2 separate regions of the Mustela erminea genome follow, and region 2 is linked to region 1. Evidence: chromatin contacts called from public Hi-C data. All regions are on one chromosome and are shown on one strand. The core of a region is the stretch at or near the end of the contact, and the rest is flanking DNA. Distances in the headings are between cores, read along the strand shown.

What was found. A called contact is a pair of places that touch in the nucleus more often than the background predicts.
Region 2: a Hi-C map of skeletal muscle shows a contact between it and region 1, with 5 times the contacts expected there. The contact joins the promoter of LOC116586587 here to the promoter of HSPA4 in region 1. A contact is called at or near these places in 2 of 3 Hi-C or Micro-C datasets (skeletal muscle and spleen).

Annotation. Positions count from the first base shown.
Region 1 is chr3:93,439,342-93,443,974 of mMusErm1.Pri, reverse strand. HSPA4 (heat shock 70 kDa protein 4) reads left to right here and starts at 2,826. Exons shown (of 19, transcript XM_032336729.1): 1 at 2,826-3,208. The coding sequence starts at 3,102.
Region 2 is chr3:93,609,468-93,613,704 of mMusErm1.Pri, reverse strand. LOC116586587 (cytochrome b-c1 complex subunit 8) reads left to right here and starts at 2,912. Exons shown (of 3, transcript XM_032336747.1): 1 at 2,912-3,014; 2 at 3,183-3,350; 3 at 3,983-4,182. The coding sequence starts at 3,197. The coding sequence ends at 4,077. It overlaps GDF9 (growth/differentiation factor 9), which reads right to left. Exons shown (of 3, transcript XM_032336746.1): 2 at 334-530. The coding sequence starts at 466.

The DNA of each region.
Region 1 (4,633 bases), core at 1,577-4,076:
AGCCCGATGTGGGGCTCCAACCTAGGACTCTGGGATCATGACCCGAGCCTGAGCCGAAAGCAGAGGCCTTAACTCACTGAGCCAACCAGGCATCCCGATCTAGTGACATTTTAGGTAAACTCACTTCAGACTGTAGCAGCCTGGCCTCTGTTTGCCCAGTGTTTGTAATGCAGAGCCGACAGACACAGGACTCTCTGTCATCATGAAGGCCCATACTGTTATTGGCATTCATGGATATCATCCAAGGTAGGAGACAAATATAAGGCAGAAAGAGGTCAAGGTCAATTTTTTTTTAAAACCTTTTTATTGTGGTAGAATACATAGAACAAAATTTATTATTTTAACCATCTTGAAGTATACAAATCAGTGGCAGTAAGTACATTTGTACTGTTGTGTGATCACTGGTACTATCCATCTCCAGAACTTTTTCATCATCCTAAACTGAAACTTTGTGCCCATTAAACAGTAGCTCTTCAGGGGCACGTGGGTGGTTCAGTGGGTTAAACCTCTGCCTTTGGCTTAGGTCACCATCCCAGGGTCCTGGGACTGAGCCCTGCATTCCCTGCATTGGGCTCTCTGCTCAGCGGGGAGCCTGCTTCCCCTTCTCCCTCTGCCTGCCTATCTGCCTACTTGTGATCTCTCTCTCTCTCTGTCAAATAAATAACATCTTAAAAACAAACAAAAAACAGTAACTCTTCATTCCCCTTCTCTCAATCCCTTGGTAGCCACTATTTTATTTTCTCTATGAATTTAACCAATTGTGATTTCTGTGCCTCTCCCAATTGGATGGGGGCTACCAAACGTGGGGCAGTCCTGTTAGGTGGAGGCTGGTGGTGAAAGAATTCACCCAAGGCAGAATACCACAATGAAGTGGTGGGCAGGACCACAAAACAGAGTCAGTCTGCAGTGGTAGGGGGCTGTAGTTAAAAAGGGAAGGTGAGAGAGTATGGGAACACATGGAATTTTCCTTTTTTTTTGATAACTGTGTCTGGATCTAAGTAACCCATCATTCCGCTAGGGCTTATGGCTATTTTGAGGTGGGTCATCTAATGGGAATGTTTGTATCAGCCAGAGGATTGGGGATCACTGCAGGCCCTCCTATGTTATTCAGGTTTCCATAGTTCAGATTGGTTGCTGAAGTGTCCTCTAAAGTTTCCTAATTGAATCATACAAAATTTGTTCTTTCCTGTCTGACTTCTTTTACTTGGCATAGTATTTTTAAAGTTCATCCATGCTGTAACAGGTGTTAAAAGTTTTGTTCCTTTTTAAGGCTGAATAATATTCTATCACATGTATAGACCGTGTTAAAAATTCAATCATGCATCAGTGATTATTTGGGTTGTTTTCACCTTTTGGCTATTGTCAATAATGCTATGAACAGGGGTATAGAGTATCTGTTCATCCCTGTTCTCTTTGTTCAAAGGCCTCTTCTTGCTGCCTCCACTATTACCCATCTCCCTCAATCTCCTACCTTAGGTAGCACTCAGTACTCGGTTTTGAAGACTACTCGGTTTTGAAGACGAAGTACCACTGGCTTAGCCAAAACATTAAATAATGTGTGGTAATTTGGAAGTGTAAAGGCAAACAATCTGGCCTTTGGGCATTTCTCCAGGAGACTGAGGTGTGTGTGGGGGGTGAGGTGGGGCGCTGTGGGGCAGTTAATGCAGTTGAGAAAATGCACTTTCTTCTTGGCTGATTCATTAAATGTTCCAATTGTTCTAGCCTTAAGATAGAGATCTTTAACTCCCATTTTGTGCATAACACTTGCCACCTTGTACTGGGATTCCTTTTAGTTTTTTTAGCTATCCTCGTGACCAGTGGGATTCAGGTTTTGAGGGATTGAAGCATATACATCTATACCCTTAAAAAAATCACAAAATAAATATGTAGAAAAAAAAAATCACAGCAAATTACTGGAGACTTGGGAGATCCAGATTCCCCCACTGAAACCTCTCCAACCTCTTTATCAGAAATTCTTATTATATAGGAGTTGCTTTCCAAAGGCAAGTAGGCTTCCTGTTTGCTCCTGGAACACTCGTGAGGGGCCCTAAAGTTCACGATTCTTTAGCCTCGAGTAATCCTGTCACTGGCCGGTCTGGGCCGACCTAGGAAGCCTGTCATCCATCTGTATCCCTTGCATTCACCCCAGGACGGGTGCTTGGAACGTGCTGGGGATTTCAAGGTTTAAGTATTGTTGGCCCCTCCGTCGGCTCTAAGGACGCAAACGTCTTAGAGAAAGGTGAGGCAGAGCTGAGTGAAAAAAAACCTCGGCGGTGGGACCGAGAGGATTCCTGCCCTCCGCTGGAGAGGGCGCTGTCCTGGACTTCGACAGAGCCCCTACCTAAGGCCCTCCTCTAGACCACATTTCAAGGGCGGCCTTGTCGTCCACCGGCGGACCTACCCCGTAGGGTCCAGAGGGGAGGGCGCTCTGGTCTTTGAATACTAGCTTGCGCTGCCATTTTAGGAGCGCAACACAAATGGGGGCGCAAGTGTTCCTATCACCGGAAGTTTCTTTGATAAAGAGAAACGGCGGAAGTAGGCCAATGGCGCCTCTTCAGTATTTTGCCTCAACCCGGCTTTCCCACTTTCTTCTGTGAGGGGAGGCGCCTCACTGCTTTTTGCCGCCGTGGGGAGTCGCTGCGGCGGGCTCCATGCGCAGGCTCACTCGACCTCCCAACCATCTTTCAACCGCTGAGCCTCTTCCGAGCTTCTCCTGCCAGAACGTGACGTACGCTTGTCGTAATTGGGGGCGGAACCTCAGAAGGAAAAGCGACTGAGCCGAGGTCTCGCGAGAACATTCCTTTCCTTCTCAGTTCTCGCGCTAGTGCTTTAGTCTCGTCGCGACGAGATCTTTCGAGATCTTCTCCGCCCCCGCTCCCGGCGCCCCCTCTGCGGCCGCTGAGCCGGAGCCGGCCTGAGCAGCGCTCTCCGCTGCCGCTCCCTTCCCAGGGACTTAGGCGCCCGCGAGGACTACCTCACGTCCTCCGCTAGCCCCGGCCCTCCGGCCCACGCGGCCCTCACTCCGCGCGCCAGCTCCGCCGGGGTCCGTGTCCTGTTTCGCCGGCCGGACCTGGGCTCGAGCCCGGACTGTAGCCGGCGCCATGTCGGTGGTGGGCATAGACCTGGGCTTCCAGAGCTGCTACGTCGCTGTGGCCCGCGCCGGCGGCATCGAGACGATCGCTAATGAGTACAGCGACCGCTGCACGCCGTGAGTGTGGGCCAGTCAGGCCGCGTGCACGGGGTGGGGGTGGGGGTGGGGATGTAGCCCTTGCTCTGGTTTCCGAACCTCGCGGTTTGGGGAACACGAGCCGGGGAGTCACCTCTGTTTGGAGCAAGGGCCCAGTGGGTGGGAACCCCCTGCTGGGTGTCAGGTCACTAGTGGCTGCGACTCCCCGTGAGGGTCTGCACCAGCGGCAAGGCCTTTACTCGGTGGCCTGCGGGTTGAGTGAGGGCTCTGAGCTGGTACTCGTACCAGCAGAGGGCAGGGGTAGGAGCTGGAGGGAAGGCAGGCCTGGGATATATAGTGTGCCGAGTTCTTGTTTTAGAGGGCAGAGTCCAGGGCCAGGGCGTACTGCCGCTTTTTCAGCCTACGACAGAGTTCGGACCTTTGCACACAGTAGGCGCGAATTAAGTTAGTTGAATTAAACGGGTTCTGGCCTTTGCTGGCGGCCTGAAGATGGAGCGGCCAGAATCCCACGTGAGTGGGGGCGGGGCAGCACCCGGAAGAGAGGGAGCCGTAGCACCGGAGAGAGGTTCGTATTCCGCCTGGAAGGCACAGCTAGCTACCAGAAAAGTACTTAATAAAGTCAGTGTCGTCCTGATGCTTTTGCGCTCACGTTGGTTTTTCACATCGTTTCAGTATGTTGAGCTATGTTGTGTCATTCTCTTTCATTCTCTGCACGTGCACACCTACAGCGTTCCACTTTCACAGTTAATACATTCCAACCAGGGTGTTGGCCGCAATTGTTAATGAATGACTCAGGGGCTCACTTTTACTTCTAGAACCTATAGTAAGTTAAGGGACCAGTGTAGACACAGCTCTAAAAAATCATGACTCAACTCAGGTCTCTCCTTGGGTAGAGTATGCTTTTTGACTGTAGAGGTACTTTTCAATCCATTATCCTCTTTTGGGGAAAAATCTTTTAAGAAGCTTATTTTCTGGGTTCTCTTATTTGCCACGTGGCCTTTCCAAAGGCTTCTGTTCAAAGGCCCATTCCCCCCCCCCCCATAACTTTGGTCACCCTTCCCTCACTTGGGTAGCTAAACTAGATTGCTCCCTCCAGTGAACTTGCTGCTCAGAGACTCAAAACATTTTCCTTCCACTTGTAAAATTTCTGCCCCTTATTTAGACCTGGACCAGGTACTTCCCTGAAAATTCATCTCCCATACTAAAACGTGGTATGATGTTCCCTTCTCAATTAGTTTATAGTTTTTTTTTTTTTTTTTTAAGATTTTATTTATTTGCCAGAGATCACAAGTAGGCAGAGAGGCAGGTAGAGAGAGGGGGGAAGCAGGCTCTCCCCTGAGCAGAGAGCCCACTGGGCTGGCTCCATCCCAGGACCCTGGGCTCATGACCTGAGCCGAAGGCAGAGGCTTTAACCCTTTGAGCCACCCAGGCACCCGTCAATTAGTT
Region 2 (4,237 bases), core at 1,663-4,162, 170 kb before region 1:
CTCCCTCTGACTCTCTCCCCTGTCATGTTCTCTCTCTCTCTTTCTTTCCCCTTCTCTCAAATACATAAAATATCAAAAAAAGATAAACTTCTACCATATGAGCCCACGTTAATCCATGAGGGCATGAAAAAGAAATAGGAAGGTCAACTACCAGATTTGTTTCAGTGTGGGTACTGAGTATCACGCAAAATAAAAAGTATTCATGCAAAATAAAAAGTAATCATGCAAAATAAGAAGTAATTTAAGGAGTAAGGCCCAGCTCCATTCTGTAACTGAAACACAGACAACTGTATCATCTTCCCACCACCCATTAACTAATCTGCTTCTACATACCTGTTGCCTGGTCCCCAGGAGCCTGCTTGCGCTGGGCACAGGATGTGAAGAGCCGAACAGTGTTGTAGAAAGGACTTCTGTTAGATTTAGGGATTCCCTCCTTGGTTGCATATGCCTTATAGAGCCTCTTCATGTAGCGCAAAGCTCTGGAGTCTGGCTGCAATCTAGGGGTGCCACCTTGCCCATCATACAGAACCCTGAAAACAGGAGAAAGGAAGTCAGATCTGTCTCTTTCATCTAGAGGCCGCAGCAAGGACCAAGGCTCAGCCTCAGACTTCAACTCAGCACCAGCTGCAATCTGAGTTTCTCCTCTAGAAGCCTGAGAACTAAGCCTAGTAGGAAAACACAGCCAGGAAAAGCAGAAAAACCAAAGGAAGAAGTTGCTGAGAAGCGCCATGGCCTGGAAGAACTAGCAAGGGATACATTTCCCCCTACCAGTCTTCTTGCTAAAAAGGCAGGAAGGGCCTAGCTCAGTCTTTTAAATAAATTTTAGGTGTGTAGGTAGGCTAGGGTCACTTCTGTAATCAGACCTCAAGGATGCCTAGCTGAAGATAATTTTTGTCAGCTGTGCATCTAACTGCTGATAACGTCTTATTTATCCAATTTGTCCTCATTTAGATATGGATGCATTCTGGTTATTTCTCTTTCTTCTCCCCCCTCCTTTTATTTTATTTTTAAAGATTTTATTTATTTATTTGACAGAGATCACAAGTAGGCAGAAAGGCAGGCAGAGAGAGAGAGAGAGGCAGGCTTCCTGCTGAGCAGAGAGCCTGATGTGGGGCTCGATCCTAGGACCCTGGACCATGACCTGAGCAGAAGGCAGAGGCTTTAATCCACTGAGTCACCCAGGCAACCACCACCCCCCTTTAAAGAGAGATTTATTTAAAACTCTTTAAGTTATTGTTACGCCAATGGACTAGTTATGCAAACCAAAAGGCCAAGAGAATTGAGAAATGATCTCAAAATCACCCATTTTTTGAGACTAAGATTCTTAAAATGTTCCTTAGGCGCTTGCTGAAACTTTCAAAGAAATGGGAAAGCTATTCATGGTAATAGGAAGATCTGTTGATACGCAGTGTATTGGATTCACTCTTCCTCTTCTTTCATCCTCCTCACCTCTCTGGCTTCCAGGTGCTTAGAATAATTACTTGTTGCATGCTGATTTGGAGAGTGAGAAAAAGTCACAATTGGCATTGAAATTCCAGAGAGCAGAGAACTGTTGGGTTGCCCAGTTTTCAGGGAGCTTCCTACAGAATATGTACTTGGAATACTGAAATATTCTTTAAAAAGGACATCGCTTTGAACCTTGACTCATGTTTAAATATCTTGATCCTTTGCTTTGGTCTGTACATTTATCTGTATATATTTTGGCTGAAAGGTTTAGAGATGTTTGCAGGGTTTCACGGTTTTTTAAAAATTAATTTAATTCGCTAGGGTGCTCTTGTCCTTGGTATAGGACTTATGCTTTTGGAGCTGAGACAAAGCTAGAGATGATGTTTTAGGAAAACGAGGTACACCATGAGAGACTGAAATGAGGGCATATCCAGTCAGTGCACCCGTGAGGAGACCATGCTGGAAGGAAGTCAACCCACACTCATGGTACAAGATCCAGAAGCAGTCAGTGCAGTACCTACGTTGATGAAACTGAGGGTCGTTCTGCACGTTTTAAGCTCATTGCCTGCCAAGACTCTCTGGCCCCAGGCTGGGAGGCAGGGTTCCATAAAACACACGCAGACTGCTGAATGACAGCTTACTCCAACATCACATATGGCTGGCAATTCCATGAACAAAAACATTTACAGACGCTCTGCGTCAGGCAGAAAGGCCAGGCCCGCAGCATCCTTCCGTAGAAAGTGCTTTCGGAAACGCCGAGAACGCCCCCGCGGCAGTGAAGCGCGGGCGGCAGACACGCCCCACCCGGCACCGCAGCCTGCCCCCGGCCAGACCTGGGTGGGAGGTGGTGGCAAGCCGGCGACTCGTGGAGGTCGCCTCGTTTCTCCTACCGCCACCCACGGCCGGTTATCATATGTTTGCCCGTTCCTTGGGAACTCTTCGTGGGGCACAATTTGAGGAAACGCTTTTATTCTACCCGGGGAAAGCCTGAGACCCGCCAGTGGATTCTCGGACCGCGGCAGCCGAGAGAAGCCCCAGATGCACGTCCCTGATCCTGGTACTGGGTCGCTGATGTTCTGAAAAGAACCGACCCCTTTAGCGCTTGGGCCAGAGCGCAGAAGGCTGCGAGCGGCGGCCCCTCCTCCGGCCTCAGGGTGCTCTCCACAGGCGCTGGGCTCGCAGGCCCTCAGGGCCCGGCCGAGACAACGCGCCCTCGACGCCGGCTGGCCCCTCTCTCACCACCTCTCTCTGCCTCCCAGCCCCGGCCGCTTCCTGCGGCTCCACAGCCGGGAAGGAGGCTGAAAGGAAGCAGGGGAACCTCCCGCGGCTGCCGGACGCCGCAAATCCCATTGCGTACTCCGGGCCTCAGATTGGGCCCCGCCCCCTCCCGGGCCACCACGACCGGCCGGGGTGCTTCCCCGCCGAAGGGGCAGCAACGGCGCCTCCCCCTGGAGACGGTCGGAAAATGGTACTCCCCGGAAGTGACTTCACGGCTTCCTGGAGCAGCTTCCAAACCTAGCGGAAGTGACGGGCGGAGGCCGCTGGTTCCCGCGACTGTGGAGGGCGAGGTGACCCCCGCGCGGGAGTGAAGTCCGGGCGCGCGGTAGTGGGAGTCCGTGGGAGGGTGGGGGCGCCGCCTGGGCGGGGAAGGGTGAGGAGCTCTGGGGAGGGCGTCTTGGGTCCAGGACGGCGCGTCCCGGGACTGAGGCAAGCGCCCGTCCACCCTCGTCTTGCAGACGCCGCCACGACCATGGGCCGCACGTTTGGGAATCTGACCCGCATGCGGCATGTGATCACCTATAGCTTGTCGCCCTTCGAGCAGCGCGCCTTCCCGCACTACTTCAGCAAGGGCATCCCCAACGTGCTCCGCCGCACGCGGGCGTGCGCTCTTCGCGTCGTGCCCCGTGAGTGCCTTGGCCGGGTTGGGGGGCTGGACTCCGGTTAGACACTGAGTGACCGCGGGCCCCCTCACTGAGCTCCCTCTGCTTGCCACACACACGTTTTCCATTATTTCAGCACAAGTGTATCCTCCCCATCTCACAGAGGAGCAAACCGAGTCACGAACAGCGGGCCCAAGGTCACTTGTGTGATTCTGGCGTCTCTGAGGTCATCTTTACCCACTTCGTAGCGATGAACTGTTCTGTGTGAAATGGGTAGCAGATAGTAATGATGGTTACAGAGCATTGTGAATTGTCCAAAAAAAACCCAAAACCCCAAAGAAGTGTGCACTGGCGTGTTAAAGGGCGAAGTATATGTTACGTGCATTACATCTCATCCATCTCACTAACATATTTTTAAATGTGCATCTGGGGGGAGAGAGGGAAGTTTTGGTGATGGATTTTCCTGGAATGGGCCGTCCTTTTGGTCACCTGTAAAATGGGAGTGTGGTGTAACCGTCCTTGATCATCTGGTTTAAAAGTGGCTTCTTGGAAACTAGAGACAGTAGGGCGGAGCCTGCAGTGAGTCAGAAAAGAAGACTGAGGACCCTGGTGTCTTCCATGGGCTTGCTACTTACTCTCACTTTTTATTTTTAAAGCGTTTGTAGCGTTTTATCTTGTCTACACTTGGGGGACCCAGGAGTTTGAGAAATCCAAGAGGAAGAATCCAGCTGCCTATGAAAACGACAAGTGAGCCATTCATCTGAATAGTGATTACCCGTGTATGAGGGACCCTTCTCTGGGAGAGGAGTCTACACTGTAGTGTCTTGAAGACGTAATAAACTTATTATGGACTGCACTGTTGTGATTTTGCGTTTTTGTGAGCAAGTCCCTGGTGTGACTGCTGAAGCTTA